Regions from separate parts of the Rattus norvegicus genome. Here region 2 is linked to region 1. A link is a contact called in public Hi-C data. All regions are on one chromosome and are shown on one strand. Each heading gives the region's core, a stretch centred on a gene start, on an enhancer-like site or on the middle of the called end of the contact. The rest is flanking DNA. Distances are from core to core; before and after follow the strand shown.

The links. Hi-C and Micro-C count contacts between places; a contact is called where the count stands out from the background.
Region 2: a Hi-C map of psoas muscle shows a contact between it and region 1, with 2.0 times the contacts expected there. The contact joins two enhancer-like sites. A contact is called at or near these places in 3 of 12 Hi-C or Micro-C datasets (hepatocytes, liver and psoas muscle).

Annotation. Positions count from the first base shown.
Region 1 is chr3:36,881,960-36,887,318 of GRCr8, forward strand. All of the region lies in intron 8 of Ralgps1 (Ral GEF with PH domain and SH3 binding motif 1), which reads right to left. Among named protein-coding and RNA genes, the nearest start is that of Angptl2, 30 kb to the right of the region's middle. Within about 2 kb of position 2,867, at least 31 of the 93 cell types and tissues checked have an H3K27ac peak or open chromatin away from gene starts, as enhancers often do.
Region 2 is chr3:36,964,412-36,969,770 of GRCr8, forward strand. The region is part of intron 7 of Ralgps1 (Ral GEF with PH domain and SH3 binding motif 1); the gene reads right to left. Among named protein-coding and RNA genes, the nearest start is that of Angptl2, 52 kb to the left of the region's middle. Within about 2 kb of position 2,355, at least 37 of the 93 cell types and tissues checked have an H3K27ac peak or open chromatin away from gene starts, as enhancers often do.

The sequences.
Region 1 (5,359 bases), core at 1,617-4,116:
CCAGTGTGGAGTGGGAGACAGACACTGAGTCCCAGGCTTAGTTGAAGAGTTATTAGCAACTGATGGCTGCTGAAGGTGGGAAGCCAGTTTTCTTTATGAAGGCATGGCCCTTGGATGGCTCTACATGCAAGACTAGTTAGGCAGCACAAACTGGACTTGATGGGTTAAAAAAATAACACAGAGTTGGGTGGGTGGGAGGTGGGGGTAAATATGGGAAGAGCTGGATGAGGGAGGTAAACAACAAAATATACTATATGCAAGTCTCAAAGAAATCAAGAATCTTATAAAGACTTCCAAGGATATCAAATCAGACGTAAATAAGTGATGAAATAAATTCTATTGCTAGATGGGAAGGCTCAGTCTCACCAGCAGGTCAGTAACTGCCATTCATGTCCAAATGCCATGATTCTTGAGTTCCTCTATCGTTAGAACAGAGCAGCTTTGAAAGAAGAATAAGGAGGGTGTGTCCTCATTAATGCACACGCTTTACAAAATCTGAAATGCATCCTAGTTTACCTGCACGAGGAAACACTTCCTTGCCTCCTTCCCTCCTCTCTAACAATAAAGGAACAAACAGCAGTTTTGAGCATCCTCAGGACTTGGCTGAGGGCTTGGTTGTCAGGCTTAGCTGGAAGAGCACACTCATCTGCAGGATTATGAGTCCCCCATCTGCTCTGCCACAGGGCTCAGCCACTCAGGGAGGCTGGATGCAGGAGTTCACTGTGCTTACCCTACCTGTCACTGGGCCGGTGTCGGGCTGTAGGGAAGACCCTGGAAATGGCTCCAGGGGTGGGGAAGCACAGTCTGAGGCACAGGACAGCTGGAGCTGGCTTGGGGGTCCCTGGGCCTTCAAGGAGGTGGGGGCTGTTTGGTTCTCAGGCTTTCTGATATCTAGGCGCCAAGGGGGAAAAAGAAGGGAGCTCCGGCTGGTCCTGTGGGGAGAGCTCTTGGCTTGATGGCTTGAGGCTTGAGCTTGGGCTTGGTGGCCGCTGTGAGCACAGCAGCTCTGGGAGCATAGAGAGGCCTTCTGCCAGAGATTAGACAGTGGCTCTATAGGCAAGGGCCTTCTCTATGGCTCCCCACAGCAGATCCCAATGAAAAGAGGCCGTCCATGGCTTCAAGGCATTTATTGTCATGGCGGAGAATGGATGAGTAAAACCGTACCCTACTTCTCAGGGTGGGCCTGAGATTAAATACCCTTTGCAGGGAGAAATGTCTGGGAAGGAAAGCTTATTGGCTCAGTCCTCCAGGCCTTTAGCTACCTCATTATAATGGAGATCTGTCTCGAGCCTCCATGACCACAGGTCAAGTCCTCTACATGTGGAGAGGCTTGGGTTGTTGCCCTTGTATAACTGATTGCCACAAATCTATGGGGGTCTGTGGCTAGTGACAGGGGCCTGGTAGCTGGGAACAGGGGAAGGGCCTACCATCCCTTCAGGGTCACCAGGGTTTCAAGCCTTAGCTCAACCAGGAACCAGGGTGCCTTTCATGGTCCCACAGACCATGGTCTCTTCACAGGGACCTTCTTCATCTCTATCCTACCTGCCTGCATCTAGGCTATCTAAGGCCAATCCACTGCACCCTGAGATCTTTCCCAATCCCAGCACACTGTCCCCTTCCCCTCAGAGTCATCCATGAGTTTCCCTCCTCAGTAGAGAGAGAAGTTTTATTGTCCCCTGTGCTGCCCTGGGTGGCCTCTCCAGCCTCTCTACCCTTAACCAAGAATGCCCAGATGGACTGCTGATGCAAAGACAACTCCCCCACTCCTGTCCCTGTGCCCTTGGGCTTACTGTCCCTTCTTTTGTTACAGCATGGATACCATGTTCACAGGTCAAGGCTATGTGTAGCTTGACTTCTCCATTTTTCAGATCCACCTCTGAGGTGCACAGAATAGGGCTTAGAGAATTGGATCCAACTGGAGCCAAATCTGAGGCTTTATTTGCATGCATGGCTCTTCTTCTGCTGCAGGGTGGAGGAGACTAGTTGCCCCTGCCGGCACCCGACCCTACAGCCACACTGTGAGGGAGCACTGGCCTGTCATCTTCACACTAACCACCCTCCCTTCTCTGAGTGCTATAAAGAGTATCCAGAGGTGCCAACGTCATCAAAGGAAATGGAAGATGGCTCCCAAAGTGAAAGGCTCGGAAACCTGCGCCTACACTGGGTAGAACGGCGGCTGCCACGTGCCAAGTAAAACACTCCCAAGCTTGTCTTTCCAGTGCTGGCTCTGAGATCAGCTACTGTGCACAGAAAGGCTCCCCGAACGTCCCAGGCCATCAGGATCCCAGCCAGAGTGTGAGCTCACAGACGGCTGCTTTAGTCGCCAAAGTATTTTCCATTTCCCCTAATACACTTACAGATCTGTGGCCACTTGGTGCCTAGTCTTTAAGTATACCAAAAATAACAAGGCTGTCAGCTTTATTCATGACTCGATGGAGACTGTAACCGACCCCATGTTCTGGGCCTCCGTCATCAATTTCCCTGCATCCTCTGGGAAATGAGCAGCAGATTTTTCAAGGTCTAGGTAGATCAACACTGATCTCTTTCTCAGAGCAGATCTTCTTCTGTTCTTTCAGCAGTGAAGTCCTGAAGGTCTCTTCTACCTGCACTCACTTATTTGTGGTTGTCAGGCTTAGAGGGTTGGAACTCCCCATTTCTCTTCACAGTGAACGGATACATGCAAATCCCTTCCAGGAAGTTTTAGGGAAGCCAGTTTTAGTGGCTGCGGGGGCAGTACAGTGGGCCATCTCCATGAGTCCCACCCTCTCCCACTATGGACTGAGCCTATGCTCTGCCAGATCTAGATGGCCTAGGCCTGGTTTTCCTTCCCAGACCACTCCTATGGGCAGGGACTGCAACCCAACCAGCAGGGGGAGCCCGAAGAAACTAGTATTCTGGCTTTTCTGCCATTGGCCAGCACTGGCTGGGTCAGGCTGCAGACTGGAAGGCTTAACCACATCTGTTCCCCTTGTGTACCAGAACTCAATTTTCTTGGACAGTGACCCAAGACACTTGAACCCTGGGCTCTGGCCTCCTAGGCACCTCCTTGAAATCCATACTTTTTCTGTCCATTTATCCAGCACTAGTTTTATCCCATTCTACCTCCCTTCCTAAGAGCACATTGATGTCCCAGTAGGATCTGCTGTCCACACTGGTCATCAGGATACCCTTGCTACACAATCAGAGGATGGTTTGGGGTGAAGAGAGTGATCACAGGGGCAGGGAAGCTGATGACAATTGGAAAGGCCCAAGAGCCTGAGGGTAAGTGACAGGCTACTGTGGAGAGGGGAAGCTGCAAGGACACAGCTCAGTTGATGTCCATTGTCCCTGGGCAAGGGTATTGATACTACAGATACTCGCAGAGTGCCTCCCACATCCTAGACATAGGGGTGGGGGACTAGACAGGGCATGGCCCCTGATCCCAACAGTCTGATGAAGAAAGGCATTTGACAGGCACAAAACATATGAGACATTAACATTCTTAGATGAGACAGAAAATGGCCTAGTTGTGTCCTTGACATCTGCGGTATTTGCTAAGATGCCCTTCCTTGCCTCCACCTCTCTTTAACTCCAGAGAGTGGCCTGCTTCAGGTCACTGGCCGCTAGAATTCCAATGAAGGAACCTGGTGGCTGCAGTATGTCTGATGCTCGGAATCCCACATGCACACTGGGGGAAAACTGGGGGCGCCAGGCATCTGTGCTCAAGATCCAGCATCCTAATTTATGACTGATTTGGTTGCTGTCCATAGCTCTCACAGGCTTTCATGGAGACCAAGGGCTGCCAGAGTATCTGAACAGAGTGGACATTCAGTAAAGCTACTTGAAAAACAACAGCAACAAGAACTTAGGAGGGATGGGGATGTGTAACCAACCCTCACAGAGCCTCCCGCAGTTCAGTTGTCACTATAATTCCTGTAGATAAGAGACAGAAGGCCTCTCATTCACTGAGACCAGGGTGAGGGTGGGGTGTGTTATTGCTAGAATCTATAAATAAGTTCAACACACTTTAGGTAGATGTACAGGACAGAGACTGAGCAGCTCTGGGCCGAGGCTTTCTAAAGGGAGATCATTTGGACTCATCCTTATTCTCAGAAATCCAGGGCTAGAAGACTTAGAAGCCTGGGCAGTGCTTGAGGGCTGCCGGGCAGGAGCTGACCCGGGCCTCTGGCGTTCCTGGTGCTCCTCTGCTCACATGCACTTGCGGTTGCTACTGGCAGGAGAGGATGGGAGTGTGCCCAGAGGGAAACCCAAATGGCTGTCTCTGATAAACCTCAAGCCCCATAGACTCCACCACATCCAAGGAGACAGTCTATGGAAAGAAAACTCAACAAAGGGACATGGGAAATTACCAAGTCATGGGCTGGACTACAGGGAGCGCAGGGCCGCAGAAGTATAGTGCTTTGCTCCCTCAATGGCTTGCTCCAAGCTCTGGGACACAGTATCAGAAATACAGCCCCAGAAGACAAGGCTTCTGGCAGAGGTCAAACTGTGGGAGGGGAGTGGGATGGGGGGTGGGGGGGCTAACAAAAGTAAAAGCACACTAAAGAATTAAGGCAGGGGAACAACTCTGTGCTTGCCCAACATACATACATACATAGCATTGCAAAAAACCCACAAAAAACCAAAGCAACCTTGGAGCAGAAACACCATTAGAGGCACCAAGGCGCCAAGCAGGCACCATGGGAGATTGTGTGGTAGGTGTGGAAGGCCAGCCTGGCAATTCGTGCCAGTGCCATGGAAAGGGGCAAGGGAAGAAACCTGTACGAGGAAATGGGGGGCCTGGGAACAGTTAACCAGGGCACAGCCTGTCCCCCAGAAGAACTCAGCCTGTTCCAGGAAAGAGCCCTGTCCAGTCACATCCTGGCTAAACATCTAAACTAAAATAAAACCAAAAGTGAACAAACAAGTCCAGAGGAAGGGAAAACCCCAAGCCCGTGGAGGTGACCCCTGGCTCTCCAAGCAAGTTTTGGGCTCTCTTCGGTCTGCTCCCACTGAACCTCATACAGGCTGGAAATTAAGTAGCTCACACTGGTGTTTCCAACTGTCTCCTCTGTGAGGAGAACGCAGGAAGAATAGTTTATCTATAGAATATCAGCACATGCTGCGTGATTCGCCAGCTGCTCTGACTCTCTGGTTTGTTTGTTTGTTTGTTTGTTTGTTTGTTTGTTTGTTTTGAGATAGGGTCTCATATAGCCCAGGCCACGTCACAGATAGTGACCCTGTTTCTATATCCCATGTCCTGGGATTATAAGCCTGTGCTACCATTCGCGGCTTGGTATTTTTAAAAGAAGAAAAATATTTTCCCTTACTAATTATGGTACTTAGGTATAAAGACTCAAAGAAGTACTGTATGATTTCC
Region 2 (5,359 bases), core at 1,105-3,604, 82 kb after region 1:
TCTGCCCATAAGCAAAAGTCTTGTCTCATGGATACCACTGACAATCCCCTTGGGAATCCTGACTAATTTGATATCCATGTTATCAGTCTGCATTAGAGATGACTGGGGCATCTCCAGCTGGGGGCTGTGACAGTGCGGGAGTCACTTACTACATCTTACTGTTAGCTAATCTCTGGCAAGTACTCATCCTGTATTTTAAGAACCAGAATTGTATCTTGTAAAATACTGCTTTAACAGCCACATGGACACGCAAACTCACCACAGCACATGTGCACACACATTTCACTTCCACTTCCATGGGACCATTTTCCTCACATATTTCTTATTATTTGTTTTATTCTACTCATGGCAATCTCAGTAGACAGACCTCAAAGAACTCCAGTTTGCTGTACAACTGGAAGGCAAAGATCTATTTGCTAACACACACACTGGCCAAGGCTCACCTGGGGTACAGAGTGGTATGCGAGCGGGCACTCTAACCATGTTCAGCTGTGCTGAGCACTGAGAAGGCCCCAAATGCAAGGAAGCCACAGAACACTTCATGACGGCTCAGAAGGAAGTGAACAAAGCCATTTTGAGGTGGGGGACGTTTAGCATAGAGGGGTCCAGAGAGGCACCAGAGGCCACAGAAGTCAGGAAAAATGGCCTGGAGGTAGGGGTACTGAGGGATGTTTGAAGGAACAATTTGGCTAAAATACAGCAAGTATTACTTTGGATAAGAATGAAAAGGTAGGGGCTGGTGAGATGGCTCAGTGGTTTAGAGCACCGACTGCTCTTCCAGAGGTCCTGAGTTCAAATCCCAGCAACCACATGGTGGCTCACAACCATCTGTAATGGGATCTGATGCCCTCTTCTGGTGTGTCTGAAGACAGCTACAGTGTACATATATATAATAAATAAATCTTTTAAAAAAAGAATGAAAAGGTAGGAGAGGGAGGGAAACTTGCCTTTTGACAAAGTCTGGTCACATGACCACCATTTTGCCAGCTTATTCTATTTTCTCAGCTACTTCAGCTCAACCTGCAAACAGGATTCTGACCACAAGCCAAGGAGCATGAACACTGAATAGTAATCAAAAGTGGGAGAGTGAGCTGACGGTGGCTGTGTTAACAGACCCTCCTCTGGCCAGCTCTCCTTTGTGGAATACGTGACTTGGAGCTCTGAATGGCCATGTAGCTGGGAAGGAGATGATGAGCTGGCAAAGGCTGGTTTACATCAGATACGTACGAAGTACGTAAACTGGTGTTTGCTCTCACTGTAAAAGAGCCTCTGTAAGGCTCTTGGTGCTCAGTAAAACACTCACTGCCTGTGAGTGTGGCACCCCAGGTGTACCACCCATGAGCACATACCAACCCTCTAATTCAAGCTCAGAATCTTTCCTTTATTCAAAAGCATCACTGAAGTAGAGGGTTGGGTGTGTAAATGGTGAGATTGGCTGGTGATCTTTACCATAATGCTGTATGAGAGCATTAACATGCATTGGAGCTGCTTTGCAAGAGCAGTGGAATGTGAGGCCTCTGACCAAGAAAGGTCAGGTAGGGGCAGGGCAGGACAAACAAAACAGAGCAAAGCTCTCTTTAACCAGGTGTCCAAACCCCAGCACTGTGTATACAGGGAGATCGCTCCAGCATGGTATGAGAACGAACTGGTAAGACCAGAAGCAAAGAGATTGATGGAAGTCAACGATCATCCAGGTCATACATACAGGGTCTGCTTGCAGGGATGGCAGCTTCTGCAACCCATTTAAGAACAGCCAAGGAGAGCTGAAAATGAATCTCTATGCTGGGCACAGTGCTAAACACTTTTTACTTATCTACTCTAATCCTCGCCCTCAGATGGATGCTGAGTGCAGCTCCTTCTTACTCTCCAGGCCTCTCATTTCTTCCCTGTAGCCTTAGCCTCTTATGCCTGTAAAACTGCATGCACTCAGACCCCTGCATGCACTCAGACCCCTGCATGCACTCAGACCCCTGCATGCACTCAGACCCCTGCATGCACTCAGACTCCCTGCATGCACTCAGACTCCCTGCATGCACTCAGACCCCTGCATGCATTCAGACCCCCTGCATGCACTCAGACCCCTGCATGCACTCAGACCCCTGCATGCACTCAGACCCCTGCATGCACTCAGACCCCTGCATGCACTCAGACCCCTGCATGCACTCAGACCCCTGCATGCATAGCCACACATGGCTGGATAAGGATTATCATAGTTGTCTTCCCTCCCTTTGGATCCTCCTGACTGCAGTCGCTCTTGAGGTACCATGACAACAGATAGCTGTACACAGCATGGGCCTGAAACTGGGCCTCTCCTCTCCAAGTCTGGGCCCCAGCTCCAAAGGCCTAGTCACACTGGATCATCCTAACAGCTCGAGGCCCAGACTCTGGGACACAGCTCACATTTTATTTTTAGCCCATGGTAGCTTCTCTTTCTTGGCTGGCAGAGTGGCTCTGCTTGCTGTGTTAACGTGGCTATATTTATGTGTTCACATGGTGCAGCAGGAGACAGGGAAGGCAGGCCTTATTCGTCATCATCTCTGCCTGCCATTTGTCCAAAGGTCCAAAACAGTTTGTGAAGATAGTGTCCTGGCTCTCTGGCTCTCTCCTGGAGTCACTGTCAAGATTTCAGACATGCAGCATATGTGAGGTTAAAGGAACACACAACTGGAGGGCTGGAACTGGGTAGAACAGGGGTTGTGGGGCTCAAGAGAAAGGTCTGGCCCTGTAGAACTAAGAGACAGTTGAAGCCCTCCAAGCTGGTATGGAAGCTCACCAAGGAAAGAAACATCAAGGTCAGAACCTTAGAGAACCTCCATATCTAGTCACAAAAGAAGTCAGCTGTCAGGAGGGAGGAGGAAGAGCTAGCCCTGGGAAAAAAGGCTTCCAGGAGGTAGAGGACGGGGCAGTGCCCAATGTTATAGCACTGCAGGCACAAGAAGGTGAAATGCCAGCTTCCCCATCAGTGTGGAACTTTTGAGGACAGTTCCAGGCTGGCTCCTGCTCAATGACAGGAGCAGTGGCCAGGGGCTTCTACCATTGCCTTCCTTGGCCTTCCATCTCCCCATCTGCCTCATCTGGCTCAACTTCCACCCAGACCAAGGCTCAGAGCCATCTGAGACCGGCAGCCCAGGCTTCCTGCAGCCTCCTCTGTCATGCCACAGGAGAGGTGCCAATGGCCCTTCTGAAGACACAGGGAGCAGCAGTGCTTCCTGGACAAATGGGTCTCAGACCCAAAGCACGAGAATGCCACACATCTGGTGGCCTCGGTGTCTTTCTCATGCTGAATTCTGGAGACTGAGAACGCTGATCTTGTATGGTGCCCTTCCAGGTCACAGCCTGCAGAGCAGGCCACTGCCCATCAGCAGTGACCGCCATGCCAAGGACTTCAGTTCTCACTTTGCTGCTGCATGTGAGTCAAACCCTGGACCAGTTCGGTAGGAGAGAGGGTTACTCTGGGCAAATGCACAGACAAACAGACCATGCATGTGGCACATGGAAGCAATAGGTGACTGCTCTACACTTCACAAATTCCATGGCCCAGATCTCTCAGGAATGAGCTAGCCTCTTCCAGGATTGTTCAGGTCACAAAGAGATCTTGGCAGGTAACCAGCTGCTAGGGTTCAAACCAAGGGGTTCCCCTTTCCTCCCTTTTCTTCCTCCCTCAACAATCTAGCCACAGGGACTCCTAGAGGCCTTTCCTCAGAAAACTTTGCATCACTCTGTTCTCTGATCCCCCCCGCTCTACCCACTTAGCTCCTGGACTCTGCCCTCACCCACTCACTGGTCCCCTGGTTTCTAGTCTTGGTCTCCGTTTCTCCTAATTTGTTCTCTATACATTAGTGTAGGGACTAAAGACACAAAAAAAACAATACAAAACGAGATTATGTCCATCTCCTGTTCAAAGCCCTTCTGTTCAATTAGAAAGGTACCCTCTGTCCCAGGCTGAGCCCAGCCACACTGATCTATGGGTCCCTTAGTGACCAAAGCTCTTCTCCCTACACATGTCGGTACCAGCTATCCCCACCCCTCACCCTCTGTAGTTGTCCATGCTCTTGTCATCCAAGTCTTGGCATAAAGGCCACACTGTGGGAGTGCTCCCCTGAGCTCTGCCCTCCTCCATCCACACCCGCTACAGTCACCCGTCACTCTGCTCCTTGCTCATTATTTATACATTCAACCAACATTCCTTGGTCACTGTGCCAGCCAGGGAAGCACATGCTAACTTCCAAGAACAGCAGTATGCATCTTTCCCAGATTATAGGAAAGCTGCGTGCACAACGCCTGAGCCCTGGGACCTGGCAAGGAACACACATTCAATAGGTATCTGATCTGTAGAATGAATGAGAGCCGCAAGGGGGTGTATGCTCAGGAAACCAGGATTGGCTGGTCTAGTTTCTTGCTTAGGCTTCATGGCTTTGAGGAGGCAGTCTTCCAAAGCAGCCCCACCTCTGGAATAAATAAGTCAGTGCTTGTCTTTTTCCAGGCTGACCATGACTCCATGTTATGGATCCAGTCACCATGTATTCAGATCCTACTGTGTGCAGGTCTGTGCTCAGCTTCAGTCAGTTCTGGCCAGGGGCAGGCTCACTGGCTACCCTGACCTAGCTAGTGTCTGACTTAACCAGTACTAAAGATCACCCAGAGTTTAGTCAGACAACAGCCCCCCGCCCCCACCGTGCTTGGACACAACCACCTTCCTTATAGGTCTCCCAGATATCCAGAGTCTCAAAGCACACCAAAGGACAACACTCAGAGGCAAACATGCTCAGTGGCCCAGTCATGTGCAGTGGGCCAGCCACATTTCTCAGCCTCACTTTCTAAGGTGGGTATAACCCTATCTGCACTGGCCTTCCACCATCACAGGGGGTCCACATGATGGGCAGCCAGATTATAGTGTCCAACAGGACCAGGCTGTGTCCCACTCGTGCTGGTACCTACTTAGAGATCTTTGACTACATTACTCAGTTTCTTCTTTGGCAAATCAAGTACTATGAAAGCACCAGACACTTGAGCTGCTGCCTGTCCTGTGGGCCCATAAAGTCTCAGGGGTCCCAGCTCAAGGAATACAAGAAAGAAGAGCAATGTGTCTACAGCCATTCTCATCGCCAGACATTAATGGCAAAAGACATTAATGGCAAAAGAATACAATTAAGGACAACACGTAGTTCAGACTGTGTGTGCTGGGTGGTCCTAGAGATAGAAGAATGGAGGAGGAGGCAGACAGGGTGGCAGAGAACATGGCTGCTCTACCATAAGTAGTGACAGAGGGTCATCCTTTCCACAGGGCCTGGGGACAACAGCTGAGTGAGGAAGAGGATGGCTTTGGGACCCACTATTCACCAATGCTCTGTACCAAGGC